2 separate regions of the Mus musculus genome follow, and region 2 is linked to region 1. The links are chromatin contacts, called in public HiChIP or PLAC-seq maps. All regions are on one chromosome and are shown on one strand. Each heading gives the region's core, a stretch centred on a gene start, on an enhancer-like site or on the middle of the called end of the contact. The rest is flanking DNA. Distances are from core to core; before and after follow the strand shown. Region 1 holds the start of Syce2 (synaptonemal complex central element protein 2). Region 2 overlaps Nfix (nuclear factor I/X).

Region 1 (5,584 bases), core at 1,371-3,870:
TAAGTAGCTGTTTTCAGACACACCAGGAGAGGGCGTCAGATCTCATTACAGATGTGGTTGCTGGGATTTGAACTCAGGACCTCTGGAAGAGCAGTCAGTGCTCTTAACCAATGAGCCATCTCTCCAGCCCCAGAAAGTTTCTGATAAGCAGCATGGCACATGCCTATCTATAATCTTAGCACTTGGGAGGCTGACGCAGAAGGACCTTAAGTCCTAAGACAGTCTGAACTGATACAAGACTCTGATGAAATAAGTCCTGAGTGACTGTGCCTTGTTGACATGAACACAACCATTTCAAGAACTTCAATGTTTCAGATTCCTGGGAATGGCAAAGCCTTCCCGTGGTATGTGTTCAGATGTTGACAGTGTGTATAAAATGTATGGACCACTTCTTTTTCTCCTGCATATTTACAGCCTGAAACTGCTCCCCTACAGAGACTTCCTACTGAAATTAGCTAAACCTGCTTCCTCATTCAACTGTATACAATAAGCCTGCTATCTCAACTGGCTAAAAAACCAATTATAAATGAACCAAGTTTCAGGACTGCGGCTGGTGTGCCTCCAGCAGGGCATATGGCCCACTCAATCCCGTGTGGTTTTTTGTACAGGTGCCTGTCCTTTCTTTATTCCTTTGTCAGACCAGTCAAGGTCAAATCCAAACACATGCAGGTTTCAGCAACTGGGAATGTACATTCAGTGACAGGGTGCTCATCTACCACGCATACAAGCACACTGGGTTCCATCCTCTATACAGCAAAAAAGCAAGAGAGCAAACAAAGTAGAAAATGCAGAGTGGATCACATATCTAAATAAATGAAAAAAAAATCACAAAATTAGAATATTGGAGAAAATCTAAGTGACTTTGATTTTGGTGTCTTTTGAGTGCCTCACTATATAGACCATGCTGGGATCAAAGGTTTATGCCGCCAAGCCTGGCTGTTGATGTCTTATTTTTTTGGTTTTGGTTTTTCAAGACAGTGTTTCTCAGCGTAGCCCTGGCTGCCTGGCTGCCTTGGAACTTACTTTGTAGACCAGGCTGGCCTTGAGCTTAGAGCCCTGCCTTCCTCTCAGCCTCTGGAGTGCGGAAATAAAAGGCACGTGCCACTATGCCCAGCTTTTTTCACCCCTTTTCTGTTGATGTCTTAAATAAAACACACACACATATAAATCCACAAAAGAATTGAGAAACTAGCCGGGCAGCAGTGGCACATGCCTTTAATCCCAGCACTTGGGAGGTAGAAGCAGGTGGGTTTCTGAGTTCGTGGCCAGCCTGGTCTACATAGTGTGTTCCAGGACAGCCAGAGTTACACAGAGAAACCCTGTCTCCAAAAAAAAAAAAAAAGAAAAAAGAAAAAGAAAGAAAAACAAAAACCAAGAGAAAATGAGTCTAAACATGAGGATTCTATGCATCCTGAAATTAAACCTTGTGGATATCAAAAGGAGACTGCCAGTACCCAGAACCAATGTGGGCACCTGTTGTTAGCATTTCCTGTAGGCTCCGCCCAAGAGTTACCTAGCAACAGCCAGGTAAGACCCTGGCTCACAGGTAAGGACTATTTGGCTCTGGTGTCTGTCTCCCCTCCCCTCCTCTCTCTCCATCTTCCCTCTCTCTCCATCTTTCCATTTCCTCCCTCTTTCGCTCTCGCTCTCTATTTTCCTCCACCTCTCCCTTCTCGCCAGTAAACTTCCTCTATATGAGGTCTGTCTCATGGCTGTCCTCACGAGGACACCTAGGCCGGGCCCGCCACGGTGCTCCACTTGTCCTCTGCGGCTTCATAAAACACCAACCTGGAAGGTGTTAAATCACCCGTGGACCAAGGCCCAGGGCAGACCACGTGGAATGACCTACGTGACCAAGGCGGGGCCCCGGAAGGGCAGCTGGGCCTGTCACTCCTCACCTCGGGGCCACTGAGCCGGGCGTCTCCTCGTGGTTCTCACTCTGCCGATGCTCTCCGCTCTCCACAATCGCCGGCGGCTCCTGGTCCTTTAACTCCACGGGAGGCGCGGCCACCTGCGAGCGCAGCCAGCTCTGAGAGGCGGGGTGGGGAAGCTCAAAAGGGACGCGCTAGCAGGGAGGCCCCGGGGTCAGGACCCTCGGGGCCGCAATGGGGGGCGCGCTAACACCTTCCCGCGGAGAGTAGTTAAAAGGAGGCCGAGTGTGGCACACGCCTCGAACCCCTCCTCAGCCTCGGGAGGCGGAGGCAGGCAACCGCTGAGGGTTCGAGGCCCGGCCTGGTCTACACCGTGTGCTGTCTTCGACCAGCTCCTGAAGCGCACCGCACCCCCTCACAGCCTCGTCCACCAGGCCCCACCGTCTCGTTAGTCAGGAAACCTCGCCTCTCCCGGCAAGAGGCGGCTCCAACCGCGGGGAACAGGGCCCGGGTTCGAATGTGTGGAGGAAGTCTCTGTTCCCCGCGGCCCTAAGCCCCGTCGCCCGCCTCCCGCCGCCCGCACACGGGAAACCGCACCGCACTCACTCCGTGGCGCTCCATTCCGTCTTTTCCCGCCTCAGCGCCCTCTGCGCACGCCACGCCCCCTGCACGCCCCGCCCCGAGCACGTGCTGAATGAAACGCGCCCTGGCCCCGCCCCCGCCCCCCCCCCCCCGGGGGCGGCGAACTCGAAGGCCCTCCGAACTGGCTCTGCCTTTTGGGCTATGCTGGTGCTATGTGGTAACAGACGGATTTGTGTTGTATGGACCGGTGGGCGTCTGAGCTCATAATGCGTAGGTGCGGGACTCGGGGTCACCTGTGGCCCTCAAGAGTTTGAGGAATTCACACTGCGTCAGAGTTCCGCCCCTTCGATCTACAGTTTGTGTGGCGGCAGTGTCTTTTTAAGACAGGGTTTCTCAGTGTTTCCCTGACTGTCCTAGAACTAGCTCTGTACATCAGACTGGCCTCAAACTCACACTCTCCTGCCTCTGCGGCTAGAGTGCTGGGATCAAAAGTATGCGCCACTAGTGCCCAGATCAAATTCTTTTGGAACAGGGTTCCACTATGTCCCAGCCTAGGACTCTGTAAACCAGGCTGACCTAGAACTCTGAGATCAGCTTGCCTCTCTGCCTTGGAATTGAAGGCAGGCACCACCTAGGAACAACCTTCATTTTATTTTATTTACATGTTATATATGATTTAAACTACTTTTGGGCACCTTCCAACTAAGGCCAGAAGAGGGCATCAGATCCCCTAGTTATAAGCCTCCTGGCATGGATTTTGAAAACCTAATTCCTGTTCCCTGATGCTCTTCATCGATGAGCTGAATTTTATTTTTGTTTTACGTTTGACCTATTTTGTGCATGCCTATGTGCCATCCACTCCGGGAGTGTGGAAGTCAGAGGACAGCCTGAACGAGTCCACAATCTCCTTCCACCGTGTGGGTCATGGAGATGCAACTCAGGTCATCAGACTAGGCAAGCACCTGTACCCACTGAGCCATCTAGAGGGATCTCTTGTGTTTAAGTGGTTTTTTAATACACATTTTTACGGGTGTGGGTGTTTTGACTGCATATATTTATTTCTATACTACGTGTGTGCATAGTGCCCATAGTGGCCAGAAAAGAGGTTCAGGTCCCCTGAGGCTGGAATTACAATTGTGAGCCACCATATGGGTGCTTAAAATTAGACTTGGTCCTCTGCAGGACAAACCAGTACTTAACCTCTGAGCCATCTTTTCAACCCTTTCTGTTTTTGCTGCTACATCCCTAGCAGCTTGGGGCCTGAAATGCTATGTGAGGGAATGAAGAAAGGACAGACACACAGTGAAACTGGGATCCGGTGGCTTCTCTAATGCTATGGCTGCAACCTGGACCCTCAGCTATTTATTAAATACAGCACAGCTAGTCTTGGTAGGAAGAATCTGGGGGTGAGCAATCCTAGCCTGCAAACACCAGGAGAGGAAGCCAGATCTGCTAGCCTTTGTACACTGGTTGATTATCTGGAAGCCATCATTCTGGAACTCTAGGGAAAGAGTTGCCGTTCCTCCTGAGCCTGGTTCATATAGGTAATTGATTAGACAGGTTTTCCAGGGGTCAATTGGTCTTGGACTCCTGTGCCCAGATTAAGATATACATTCAGGCTGGACTCTACCTACTCAGGGCTCCCTCTGCTTGCTTTCTGTCTCTGTATAGCCCTGGCTGTCCTGGAAGCTCTATAGACCAGGCTAGCCTCAAACTCAGAGATCAGCCTGCCTTTGCCCCATCAAGTGCTGATTCAAGGGGGAGGGGTATACCACCAAACCCAGCTGAAAAACTGGCACTCCTAAAATACATTTCCTTTTATTACTGTAGTGATTAAAAACTAAAACTGTTATAAATGTTGCAAAAATAACTGGCAGATCATAAATTTATTGATAGGAGGCAACAAACTAAGTGTTGCTGGGTGATGGTGGTGCACAGCTTTAATCCCAGTGGTCAGGAGGCAAAACCAGGCCCATCTGAGGCCAGCCTGGTCTACAGAGTGAGTTTCAGGACAGCTAGGGCTACAGAGAGCAACCCTGTCTGGAAAAAATGTGGGTGACATAAACCTATATAATCCAATGTCCTCTTCTGGTATGTCTGTGTCTGAAGGCAGCTACAGTGTACTCACATATATAAAATCTTTAAAAAAAGAAAAAAGACATACAGACAAAATAACTATACACATAAAAATAAATTAAAAAGCAAAACAAAACAATCCAAAACACCACCTAAACACCCAAGAGCCAAAGCTCATCTGAAGTCAGCCCCCAGAAAAGCAAGTTCAAATGTAGACCCACAAAGCTTTATGAACGTATTCCTCAGAGCTCATATGATTTTTTTTTTAAATAGTCTAAGTATCTGGCCCAGGGTGGCAGCAAGCTCATGACTGCCCCTGCCACAGCTGCTGGGAGATTGGATTTTTCGGGGAAAAATTAAGAGTAGCTGCTCATCCTTGCTCCCAGTAATCTTAGGATTCCTGGATTTTTACGCTATTTCTGTTCCAAGCCTTAAAATAGCAGGCTTGGCACCAGTTAGTGATCAGTAAGTGCTAGGGGCTGCAGGGTGACTCTGTCAGCAAAGTGCTTGCTGCAGGAGTTCAATAAAAGAATACACAGTAAAGATGAGGGATGTGCATCTATACTCTTAGAGGTGGAGGCCAGGTCCCTGGAGCTTGTCAGGCACCCAGGCCCCAGGCCAATGACAGTCCCTGTCTCAAAAGACATGGACAGTGTTCCTAAGGATGGTACTGAAAATTGTTTCCCATATGTACCTGAACACACACACACACACACACACACACACACACACACACACACACACACAAATAAATGCTCAATGGAGTATGGACCTGGCTTGGGATGACCACGACCTCTTAGGATCACAGACCATGGACGGTCTAAGCCCTGACTCCTAAACTGCATACCAGGAACCATCTCCCAGTTTTCTCCCCACCAAGGACCACATGAACTGGGAGTGAGACAGTGCCCACAAGTCACCTAATGAAATGAATGACAACAGAGTCCTAACAAAAGGCACCAAATGAGGGAATGTGCCCACTTTATTAAAACAGCTGGCCTGCAGGGCCAAACCCACCCTTACAAGCAAACTACACACACCACTAAAAGCCAGCA
Region 2 (5,584 bases), core at 2,156-4,655, 130 kb after region 1:
GATCTCACAGGGATCCACCTGCCTTTACCGGGTGTGCTGGAATTAAAGGTGTGTGCCACCATGTCTGGCATGTTTCCCCTTTTTGGTAGTTGTAAACAGTTCTCTAGTAGCATTTATATCCACGTGTCTGTGTGGATGTACATTTCTGTTCTCTAACTGTCTGGAGCAGAGCTGCTGCCACCTGGAGATGTACAACTGGGTCTAATGGGCAACTGGTTCCACATTCTTCCCATCCATGTTCCCAGGGTCCTCAGATTAGATACATGACTACGATCCTTCCATTTCTGTGTCCCTCGCTAACCCCCCCATGCCACGTATGCCAGCATCAGTAGCTGCCTGCAAGCCGCAAGGTCAAAGTGCTGGCGACTTCTGGACTCCCGCTCTCTCTGCTTCGCTGAGAATCTCTGTCTCTTGTACCCCAGCCCAGCTGACAGCCCCACCTCACTTCCCATTCTCTTGTCCATTCTCTCCGCCTCCACAGTGTACCCAGCTTTCAGCTGCAAGGGTCTCTCTCTCTGTCTAGGCCAGTGTTTCTGTTCTCACTTGGCACTAGCAGGTACTTAACAAGTCCACATACGTTTGTAACGTGGTACACAAGATTTGAGTGTGTGAGCCACTGAGCTAGGCGTTACCCATGCCTGGGTCCTGAAGACATGCAAATGAATGTGAGATTGCAGTGTGTCTTGTGATAGGCGCTGGACCTCTGGGTGCCAGCTCCTGTGTGGCCCGATGGAGCAATTAAAGGTGGTGAACAAGACAGGACCTTTGGAGCTCAGAGTGATGCTGAGTGTCAAATAGGTGACCTGCTCTCTCTCTCTCTCTCTCTCTCTCTCTCTCTCTCTCCCCCTCTCTCTTTTCTTCCTCCCATAAAGGAGGAGCTGAGCGGCCTGAGGACAGATGGGGCAGAGGGGAGACAAACCCTGAAGCACCTGCCTTCGGGGCTACCTGACTTGATAACTGGTAGACAGGAGGAGGTTGCCCTTTCTCTCGCACTGTAGGAGCACAGAAGCAGCTGCCCTGCTGTTTGAGTGCTGTGGTCCTGTGGCTGAAGCCATCCTATGGGGTTGGGGATGCTGTCCTGCCCTGCACTAGCTCCCTTTAGAGGCAGCTGGTCACAAGAGAATCACTTGGCTTAGTCTCTGCCAGATGGCCTGAGGTGGGTGGGTGCTGAGGCAGACACAGTGCCACCTCACTTCAGGCCCAGGGAGGAACAGGAGTGGATCTAGGGTCTCACAGAGGTGGGGATAGAAGAACAGTCTGGCCCAGAAGGGGATGTTTAAGCCTAAGTGAGTACCTTTACACCTTTTCCCATGGATCTTCCCGGGCCTTGCCTAACTGGGATCCCAGCTCAGGTCAGCCAGACACACACCCATACCCACACCCACCCACATCTCACACCACTCATCACACACACACCACACACACACACATACACCACACCACACCACACTCATCACACACACAACACACACACACACATACACCACACCACACTCATCACACACACACCACACACACCACACCACACTCATCACACACACAACACACACACACACACACACACATACAACACACACGACACTCATCACACATACACACACACACACCCCACACACACCACACCACACTCATCACACACACAACACACACACACACACACACACACACACTTCTTTTCCCCAAGCCCGGCAGGTTCAGAGAGCCCACAGCAGCAAGGCTAGCTGAGAGGCCCTCCTCCTCCTCCACCCCCTCTGCCCTTCTCTCTCTGTTCTCCCTGGGCCTCTTCCCCACGTGGCTCATTACAACTCCAGTTGTTCAGGTCTTGACCTCAAGAGCCTTCCCTATTGACCCCTGACCAGCGATACTAATCTGTGTCAACAGGCCCCAGGGGTTAAAGAAACACAACCCGGAGCTGCAGCCTTAGCAGGTGCCTGGAGGGGGCGGGGTGGCTCTGGGAGCTGCTGCATGCACAGGGACGTGCTTGGCGCCCCCCACCCCCACCCGGGTGTCTACTTCCTCAGCTCCTTCTGTGTTCTTGGGCTTTCTCCTTCACACTCTCCAGGACAGTCCCTTCTCCAACCCTCACATCTGGCTTTCCATCCATCTGCAGGCCACCGCTTCCTTGCTGTCTCTTTCCTTCACGCTCCTCTCTGCAGACCGGATTTGAAACTAAGTGCCCCGCTGCCGCCATCCAGGTAGCATCCGGGTTGATGCCACAGTCAGTAGCTTGCTGCCCTTGCCCTGCTGACTGGCACATTCATTTTCATTCTCTTCCCCTCTCCCTTCTACTTAAGTTTTGGTTGGGAGCTTCTCCCGGAATCCTAGCAAGGAACTATTGAAATGCAGACCCTGCCACCCACCCCAGGAGCTGTTTGGGACCCTGCTGGACCAGCCTAGGCTGCTCCTGCTTAGGGCTAAGTGGACCGTCCTGTTTCTGTCCACACACTGACTAGAGGAAGCCCCCTGTGCCTCTCCTGTAAGGACATCACACATTCCTTTGAAGTGGAGAGCCACTGTGTTCACCCTGCCTCATCCTGTCCCCAGCCTCTAATCCTTACGATGTTCTTTCCCTCCATGGCCCTGAAGCTCAGGCCGCTGGGGAAGAGCACAGGTATGGGGTGTGGGGTGTGGGGTGTGGGGTGTGGAGTGGCCAGAGCAGTGTAGAGCAGGATGATGGGAGAGAGCTGAGGGGGCCTGGTATACTTACTGGGTGAGCTTGTGTTGGGGGTCTTTCTGGTCCTCTCAAGAAACTCAGGTGGGGGACAGGCTGGCTATGGGCACCCTTGCATCTCAGCTCCTTTCCTGAGGGCTCTGTCTCACGTCTGATCTTGCTTTCTGTCCCCACTCCTCACTCCCCACACCCACACTTCCCTCTTCTCTCTTCCTTCTTTCTGGCTCTGGTTCCCTGGCAGGCTAGAAAGCAGTTGATAAACTCTCCAGAATTTTTTATAAATTTCCCAAACTTTTCCAGATGCCAATAAGGGGCCAGAGAGACCCTCGAATTGCAGAGCAGGGGGTGATGGAAGAGACACTGTCCCACAGCCTTCCTTCCTCTCACACTAAAGGGAGCAGGACGATGCCAGTGCCAGGGGCATCCACCTTAGAGTTCAGACAGCTACCAGCCCCGGGGAAATGGGGAGCAGAGAGACAGGGGGACCTGGCCCCAAGAGTGCCCTAAGTTGGGCCAGCAGGAACCTATCACTGTCAGAGCCTGGGGTGTGTGTGTGTGTGTGTGTGTGTGTGTGTGTGTGTGTGTGAATCAGAAGAGGTAATGTGGGCACAGTGTAGGGGTCGATCCCTCCCTACTCCCCCAAAGGGGTGCTGCCCCCACCTCTGCTGTTCGGTCCATCCACTCCCTGGACACCTCCTAAAACAAAGGCCTCTTTGTGGTCCTGGCCCACTGGCCAGCTGCCAACTGCATTCTTTGCGTGTTTCCTGAGCAAGGCTCCTGGCTCAGTGGTCGGCTCCTCCCCCACCCTGCCTGAGGCCCCCAGCTTGACTCTTGGTGGTTTCTCAAAGTCGCTTCTCCTCGACACCCCCCCCCCAAGTTGCCATCTTCCCTATGGGTGGGTCCAACTGTCCTGAGAAGGGAGACCCCCAAGGAAGGAGCCAGCCAAAGTGCTGAGCAGGCTGGGCTGTGCTCCGATCTTTCTTAGTAGGAGCTAAGCATCCCTATCTGTATGACTAGGGCCAGCACCCCGCCACACACACACACACACACACACACACACACACACACACACACACACACACACGCTAGCCAGTCGGGTTCAGTATGGTCAGTATTGAGAGTACCTCACTCTGGCTGCCCTTTGGTTGGACTGTGGACTCAGGACCTGGGCAGGGCCTCCAGAGCCTCTGATGGTATATTTCCCTGCAGCTTCAAGGCCTGTTTCTGTTGCTGAGGCTGGCACCCGGTGGGGGGGTGATTCTTTCCCTCAGGGATAGGGCTACATCCGCCTGCCCCATCTCTGTCTCTGCACGTGTGTTCCCCTGCTGGCACCTATCCTATCCTACTTGGTAACAGCATGGCAGCCTCCTTGGGTAGGCTGTGTGTGTGTGTGCGCGCGCGTGTGTAGGGGGGTAGCCTAACTTTGGAAGTAGAACGCATTGGAATATAGGCAGATGCACACTCTTCAGTCACCAGTCACTGTGGTACATGGTCACGACAGATACTGTCCTAATGAAGTCCTAGATCTCTCTCTGCCCTGGGTCTCCTCCTCCCTTGTTAAAAAATGTTCATAATTTGGAAAGAAAGGGAACTTTTTACAAGCTGGCGGATCTAGAGAACTTTCCATCAGTTTTTTCTGGCCTCGTGATGGGTGGGGCCCTTTTTTCCTTCCCTGTTCTCTCCTGCTCTTCTCATAATCTCCCCTCCCCCTCCCTTCAGAGCGCGAGCGTGCACGTGCGCGCACACACACACACACACACACCCCTACCCCTACTTACCTACCTACCTTAAGGAGACCTCTAACAACCACCGTTCCAGAAAAGCTATTGGGGGTTGAGGACCTGTCTGTATCCTCCTGGGCCAGATCCAGGCTCGCCACCCCTCCCCCAGAGGCTGTTCCACTGCAGGCCTAGAATCTCCCAAGCTTTACAGAGCCTGTGCCAAGTAAGACCCAGGCCCAAAGTCTGCTCACCCTCCCCTGAGAGCCTGCCGTACTCCTGCTGGGCGGGGGTCCCCTGGGTCCAACACTGCCAGGGAGGGAGCGAGTGCTGAGCTCACTGCCTCGGCATCTGCCCTCCCCCCCACCTCTGGTGTGAGGGCCAGCCGTACTCCCGCCAGCGCCTCGCTCCCTAATAGCTTTTTAAGTCCAACCACATGTGTCTGAGGAGCAGAGCGGTGCCGCCCCTCCTGCCTCAGCGCTCCCCCTGGCTCCGTGAGACCACCCTCCACTTACAGCGCCTGGGGCCGGGAAAGGGATCTGGCTCCCAGGCCCACCTGAACAAGACAGGCTGGTGCCCGGCCTGAGAGTAACTCCGGAGGGTCACGTGAGGGCAGTGTTCTGATCCCGGGTCCGGGGTCCCTTTCCCCCTGAGCTGCCTGAGATCTTGTTTATGTGTATGCCTCAGTGCTAGGGCCTTGTGCCAGCGCTGCTCTCCTTGAACCTAGCCCCACTGGGGTGACCCCACAGTCGCCTCTCTGACTCAGTACACGTGCGGTTCCCTGTGCGTGTGAGTGGTCTATCGGGAGGCCTGTGGGGTGCGGTTTCGCAGAAGGGGAGTAAGGGCTGGGAACAGACCAAGCGAGCAGGCCTGGGGTCCTAATGAGAAAATTGCTTCCAGCCAGCGAGCCCTGCTCTGCGGCTGAAATTGCATCCAGCCCCAGCCAGCTTGAGCTAAAGAAGACCCCGCCCTTTGGCAAGGGTTTGGAGCAGCCTGTGTACAGCTCATTCTGCCTACCCTTGCCCCATGCACCTAAACGGAGGCACCTTAGTCCCCAGTTGCTTGGGCAGGGCTAGATTCTGGACCCAACCATCCTCATCTCAGGAGGTAGAGGAGTTCTGAGAGCTCCTCCCCGCTGCCACACAGGTCTGCTGCAGTTATAGACCCACTGTGTGCAGAGGGCTCAGAGCAAGGC

The links. HiChIP or PLAC-seq counts read pairs in DNA pulled down with a chosen protein or histone mark.
Region 2: a contact with region 1 is called in an HNF4G HiChIP or PLAC-seq map of pancreatic cancer cells. The contact joins the enhancer-like site here to the promoter of Syce2 in region 1. A contact is called at or near these places in 1 of 39 promoter capture datasets (the SN4741 cell line), 1 of 484 Hi-C or Micro-C datasets (CD8 T cells), 2 of 115 datasets of contacts at active chromatin or transcription factors (embryonic stem cells and pancreatic cancer cells) and 2 of 9 other capture datasets (liver and pancreatic islet).

What each region holds. Positions count from the first base shown.
Region 1 is chr8:84,869,147-84,874,730 of GRCm38.p6, reverse strand. Syce2 (synaptonemal complex central element protein 2) reads right to left here and starts at 2,620. Exons shown (of 5, transcript NM_027954.3): 1 at 2,478-2,620; 2 at 1,899-2,011. The coding sequence starts at 2,492. Farsa (phenylalanyl-tRNA synthetase, alpha subunit) reads right to left here. Exons shown (of 13, transcript NM_025648.3): 13 at 5,474-5,584.
Region 2 is chr8:84,742,017-84,747,600 of GRCm38.p6, reverse strand. The region is part of intron 2 of Nfix (nuclear factor I/X); the gene reads left to right. Among named protein-coding and RNA genes, the nearest start is that of G430095P16Rik, 22 kb to the right of the region's middle. RefSeq lists an enhancer at 2,561-5,584. Within about 2 kb of position 3,405, at least 135 of the 459 cell types and tissues checked have an H3K27ac peak or open chromatin away from gene starts, as enhancers often do. A contact at or near this core is called in CD8 T cells and pancreatic cancer cells, where this site is marked.